Regions from separate parts of the Sus scrofa genome. Here region 2 is linked to region 1. The links are chromatin contacts, called in public Hi-C maps. All regions are on one chromosome and are shown on one strand. Each heading gives the region's core, a stretch centred on a gene start, on an enhancer-like site or on the middle of the called end of the contact. The rest is flanking DNA. Distances are from core to core; before and after follow the strand shown.

Region 1 (2,999 bases), core at 231-2,730:
ATCAAGCCATCAGCTAATGATGCATCTTTTTTTTCTTTTTTTTCCCTTTTTTTAGGGCTACACCCATGGCATATGGAGGTTCCCAGGCTAGGGGCTGAATCCGAGCTGTAGCTGCCGGCCTACGCCAGAGCCAGGGCAACGCGGTATCTTAGCCTCATCTGGGACCTACAGCAATGCTGGATCCTTAACCCACTGAGTAAGGCCAGGGATCGAATCCACAACCTCATGGATCTCAGTCAGGTTCATTAGCCACTGAGCCACGAAGGGAACTCCTAATGATGCACCTTGAGGGGAATCGGGGCTGGAGAAAAACAGGGTACTTGGCCCTAGAGAGTTAAGGATGCCTATCAAAGGAATGATTTCATCAAGCCCAGACTCCAGCATCTCCCCATACATAGAAAGGCACCAAAATCATTAATTTACAATGTCCGGTTTGAGCGATTAGCAGTAGTCTTTTATAATCTCTCTACTATATGTTTTTGCTTCTTTTCCTCCCCCCGCCCGCAAAACTCCTGTGTATCCTGGCTCCTCCATGTCCCCTAAGGACAGTCCCTCAGCGCTGAGAGGCTGCCTTCTTGGCCTCAGTCATGGCCTCACATAAAACAACTCCCAAATTCTAGCTAGTGCTTTTGTGCTTTTTTTTTTTTTTTTAATCAGCACCTCCGTGGCCAGCCAACAATGACCAGACAAGGTCAAGGACAAAAACACTTTAGTCCGCATCTACCTTCAAGCTTTCTTTCCCCCCCACCCCACTTAGGAGGAGGTAGGGACTCAGGAAGGGGAAGAGGCATGAAATGAAGGTGAAATTTAAGTTCTCAAGTAGCCTGGACATTTTGCTACCAAAGGTGTCTTTAAGAAACTGGAGGAAGTCTCTCGTGCCACCGCGGTGGCTTGGGTTCAGTCCCCGGCCCGGGGAACCTCCAGAAAAAGAAAGAGAAATTGGAAAGAAGGCCATCGGGAAACAAGATTTAGAGACAAAGAGAACCGCGTTTCCCCGGCAGGCTCCATCCCTGTGCAGGGGGCCAGCTCCCCTCGCTGGGTCCGGGCTGAGGATCCCAGGAGCTGGCAGTGTTCGGAGGCCTCGGGAAAGGTTCCTTAACCAAGGGCCATTAGAGATAAAACAACGGCGCTAGGAGTGTGGGGGCGCGGGGGGGCCGCTACTGGGGGAAGGGCCGCGGAGGAGGCCGGAGCCGTTTTACGCCAAGGCATCTCCCTGACTGCAAGAGAGGAGATGTGTCTGGTCGACGGGCTTCGGGGTGCGGATGGAGGGTTGGAGGGAGCCCCTCCTGGTACTGGCACCCTGCCCTCTCGCGGGCCGCCCTCGGGGGCAGAGCCATAGGCCTGGGGGGTGGGGGTGGGGTCCAGGGCTGTCTCGCAGCTTCCCTCAACCCCGCAGAGCCGTCCCCGCCAGCCCGAGGGTCTCCTGAAGCTGCAACACGTGCGGATGGCAGCGGGGGTCTCCATGGCAACACTGACGTCACGGGCCCGGAGTCCCCGAACGCTGCCTTCCGCCCCCAGCTCGGCCTGGTGCAACCCCAGCCTCGTTCTGCAGCAGCTGGGACATCTGGGGCGTTAGAGCTGCTGCCCTGCCCTCCTCTCGGTCTTGTCCTGGCCACTAGAGGCAGACAGGTGTGCACTGAGCCAGAAAGGTGTGAGCCGAGCCAGCCGCCTTCCGATCCCGGCTTCCTCCCGGCCCTTTGTCCTCAGCCCGCTCTCCGCCGGCTGCTGGCGAAGCAGCCTTTACTTCCTGTTTCAGTAACAGGAAGCTCCCTCCCGGGGAGAAAGCACATTTTAAGAGAATGCGGGAGGAGGAGCTAGGTCCCTCCCACCTCAACCTCTGCTCCCTCTGGTCCCTTCCACTGAAAGCCCAGGGCTTATGGAAACTACTCCCAAATTATCATATCCCCCTTCCCCAAGACTCAGCCTCTGCTCTGGAACCTTCTACTGCGAGGACTAGGACCTAAGGGGCCCTGCCTGTCTCTCCTGCTGCCAGGGACCCCACACTTCTGCCTCCTAAGAGTCTGTTCCTTCCAAGGCCAGACACTGCCTCAGGGCCTCCGCCCTTGCCCTTCCTCTGCCTGGATGGCTGTTCCCTCCTCCATCTCCCTCCCGGCTGGCCATTTTGGGCTCGCTCCATTTTAGCTCTGTGCACCACTGTTGTGTGCTTACAGGTTTGTGGGAGCTCCCTGGTGGCTGAGCAGGTTAAGGATCTGGTGTTGTCACTGCTGTGGCTCAGATCGCTGCCAGAGCTCGGGTTCAATCCCTGGCCTGGAAACTTTCTCATGCCATGAGTGCAGCCAAAAAAAAAAGCTGTGTGGGATTATTTGTCTAATGGCTGCCTCTTCCCTGACTGTATGCAGTGGAGGCAGTGTGCCAGGCACACAGGAGGTGCTTAATGTATACTTTTTTTAAAAAACTGGCTTATTGAGACATAATTCACATACCATACAATCCACCTAAGTCAAGTGTACATATGGTTTTTAGCTTATTTACAGAGCTGTGCAGGCAACACCACAGTCGATGTTAGGTGTTGTCATCACTAAAAAGAAACCTCTACCCCGCAGCTCTCACTGGCCTTTCCCCGACCCCTCGGCCCTAAGCAACTCTTAGCTGACTTTCTGCCACCATACATTTCCTGTGCTGGACGCTCAGATGGCTGGAGTCTTATAATTTGTGGACCTGACCATCTTTCACTCAGCAGCGTTTTCAAGGTTCTTGCTCAGTGAATGAATGAAGGGGTGTCTGAATGGAAGGCTATGGGAAGCGGAGGAGAGGGGCTCTCCTGGGTGGGATGATGGGCACTGGGTGGAAGGACCTGGGTCTGTTATGGGATCCACATCTCACAGGGCACAGACTCTGAGTGAGACAGTGGCTGAGCCGCCCCAGATACACACTTGATTGTCTTCAGCTTGATGTCAAGATTCCAGGCTCGCTGCCCAGCCTCTGACGTTAGATGTAGGTCGGATGGGCAGCCCACCGCCCCTCGTTCGCTTGCAGAG
Region 2 (3,091 bases), core at 52-2,551, 450 kb after region 1:
AAAAATAGGGGTCCAAAAATGAAATGGAATGACTATGGGAAATACTCACACTAGAGAGGCTAGAATTCAAATGCAAATTAATTTTTGTCTCCTATAAAACTGACTCCGTAGGGGATAAGAGATTAAATCTCCATGCACCTTGTGACTTTGGGGCTCACTCTCAGATGATAAGCAGCCTTCTCCTCCCCAGAGAAGAATAGACCAGATGCCTCTAGGGATGCAGGGGTGAGGAGGGAGGAAAGGGAAAAGGTGGGACAGGAAGGCCCTCACTGGCCCTGCCCTCAGGGCCCAGCAGATATTTGCAAAGGCCTCTTGTAGGAACTTCTGTGGGCTCTTGAGGCTCCCTGCTGGGCCCCTCAGACCGCAGCTCCTGGGATGGGGGTGATGCTTCTCCTTTGGGCCACATCCACCCAGCTAATGCTTCTCCTGCCACCAAGAGGGTCCCTCTCTCCATTCTCCTCATTCTCTCTGCCCTCTCCAGTATCCCCTTTCCCCAGGGCAAACATCTGATCAGTCAAAAATTCTTGGCCTAGGAGTTCCCGTCGTGGCGCAGTGGTTAACGAATCCGACTAGGAACCATGAGGTTGCGGGTTCGGTCCCTGCCCTTGCTCAGTGGGTTAACGATCCGGCGTTGCCGTGAGCTGTGGTGTAGGTTGCAGATGCGGCTCGGATCCCGCGTTGCTGTGGCTCTGGCGTAGGCCAGTGGCTACAGCTCCAATTCGACCCCTAGCCTGGGAACCTCCATATGCCGCGGGAGCGGCCCAAGAAATAGCAACAACAACAACAAAAAAGACAAAAAGACAAAAAAAAAAAAAAAATTCTTAGCCTAAATGCAGAAACACCACACTTTGTTATCTCTGCTTCCCTTCTCTCCACCCGTCATGGATAATTCCTTCGAGGGCATGAGTAAGAAACCTGCCCATGAGGACCCCCAGCCCCAAAGAACGCATGCCCAGTTGCGCAAGGACCCTCTCTACAGGCCTCTTCTCTGGGCTTGAGAAGAGAAAGTAGAACCCACCCCCCACCCCCACCCCCCGTGAGGCAGCAGCAGGTCTCTCCACATCCTCTTACAAATCTTTGTCTCCCCCACTTCCACTCTCTCTTGATGCTTTGAAAACCATGTGGTGGCCTCTCTGCTGCAATCTCCTCTCATCTGGCAGATAAGCATCTGCTCATCCTTTGAACTTCAGCTCTAGGCCCTGTCCCACACCATCAACCATTTCCTGCTCCCCCACCCTGTGCCCACACTGCCCGCCATGCCAACTCCTACCCTGGAGTGTCCAACATGCCTATTAGACCACAAGGCCCTGAGGACAAGGACCATGTTTCATTCATCTCTGTGTCCCAGAATCTTGCACCAAGCCTGGCATACAACAGGGATTCATTAAATGCTTCAGTGATGAGTCAGATGCTGCCCTGAGAAGACTGGAAAAGCAAAAGCTGGGAGAAATGTCTCAGAGCCAGTTAAACTATTTTTTTTTTTTTTTGGTCATTTGTCTTTTTTTGGGGCCACACTTGTGGCATATGGAGGTTCCCAGACTAGGGGTCTAATTGGAGCTGTTGCCAGCCTATGCCACAGCCACAGCAACACCAGATCTGAGTTTCGTCTGTGACCTACACCACAGCTCACAGCAATACCAGATCCTTAACCCACTGAGCGAGGCCAGGGATCGAACCTGCAACCTCGTGGTTCCTAGTCAGATTCGTTTCTGCTGCGCCAAGATGGGAACTCCAGTTAAGCAATTTATTACAATGCCCAGGATGCTCCACCCTTTGTATTGCAGGCACCTTTCTGGTCACTGTGCTGGTGAGGAATGCATTCTCAAACTTGAGTTTGGAAATTGGAAGCATCACTGTCACAGGTAAGAATTTTCTGCAAGGGAGGGAAATTTGTGACCTGGAGTTTAGGACACTGTAATTGCTTGGGATCTAGTGAGGGGCTTCTCAAAGCAGGGCTTTGAATACTTATTTTTTTCTACAGATATTAAGATTTCTCTGGTTACTCTAAATAGACAGTAGTGTATATAGTATAACATCCAACCATCGATACAGAATTCTAAAACATTTGAGTTTGTATTAGTTATGATGCTTTAGGCTGCAAGTAACAGAAAGCCCAACTTAAGCGGCTTTAAGTTCAAGTCTTATTATTTCACATATTAAGAAGTTAGAAGGTAAGTAGTTCTGGTTCATTGTCTGGGTGTTACCAGCAAGGACCCAGGCTCAGTCTGTCATTCTGCTCTGCCATCAGAACTTTTGCTCCATAGGTTTGTGTCTCATGCAATTAAGATGGCTGCTGCAGTTCCAGACATCATATGTCAACCCAGCATCAACCAGCAGAAGCGAAACCCATTTCCCCCAGCTCATCTTTTTTATTAAGGAAAAAAATCTTTCCCACTAGTCCCCAGCAATCTCTTCTTTATATTACCGTTGGTCAAGGTAGGGTCACGTGCCCAGCTATAAGGGATGCTGGGGGAGTTCCTGCTATGGCATCCTGGGTTAAGAATCTGAATGCAGAGGCTTGGGCCGTTGCAGAGGTGTGGGTTTCATCCCTTGCCTGGCTCAGTAGGTCACAGCTGTGCCTTGGATTCAAACCCTGACCTAGGAACTTCTATATGCTGTGGCTGTGGCCATTAAAAAAAAAATGGCTGCTGGGAATCCAGCACTTTTAGGCTTTGCAGGAGAGGATGGATTCTGACAGCCAAGAGGAAGGGCTAGGTTTTGGCCGCTGCCAACAACAGATGTCCCTGTCTTAAAGTTTGCCTTGAATATGTTTGCCAGGACTTCTGAGTAGCAAGAGACAGAGAAACAGTTCAAAATAGTTCACGTCAAAAGGAAACTTTATCAACTCAGAAAATAAAAACCCAGGGTTTAGGTCCAGCAGAATCCAGCCACTCAGTGTCTCCAGAAATCTGCCTCTCTCCATCTCTTGCCTTGGTGGGAACATCTGCACCACAGAAATCAGCAAGCACTGCAGATGAGGGCTCCCCACCTTCACCCTTCAATTGGCAGGTAAACATTACAGCAAACAGCTGCATGTCTGATTCTAAATCTTATCTTCTACCTGCACTGGCAGCTGTCTGCCTCTTTCTTA

The links. A called contact is a pair of places that touch in the nucleus more often than the background predicts.
Region 2: a Hi-C map of embryonic fibroblasts shows a contact between it and region 1, with 5 times the contacts expected there. The contact joins two enhancer-like sites. A contact is called at or near these places in 17 of 47 Hi-C or Micro-C datasets (alveolar macrophages, blood, embryonic fibroblasts and 11 more) and 1 of 2 datasets of contacts at active chromatin or transcription factors (skeletal muscle).

The regions. Positions count from the first base shown.
Region 1 is chr6:6,642,026-6,645,024 of Sscrofa11.1, forward strand. No RefSeq gene overlaps it. Among named protein-coding and RNA genes, the nearest start is that of PLCG2, 40 kb to the left of the region's middle. Within about 2 kb of position 1,481, at least 52 of the 83 cell types and tissues checked have an H3K27ac peak or open chromatin away from gene starts, as enhancers often do. A contact at or near this core is called in embryonic fibroblasts, where this site is marked.
Region 2 is chr6:7,092,145-7,095,235 of Sscrofa11.1, forward strand. It overlaps PKD1L2 (polycystic kidney disease protein 1-like 2), which reads left to right. Exons shown (of 44, transcript XM_021096997.1): 8 at 1,785-1,915. Among named protein-coding and RNA genes, the nearest start is that of PKD1L2, 29 kb to the left of the region's middle. Within about 2 kb of position 1,302, at least 6 of the 83 cell types and tissues checked have an H3K27ac peak or open chromatin away from gene starts, as enhancers often do. A contact at or near this core is called in embryonic fibroblasts, where this site is marked.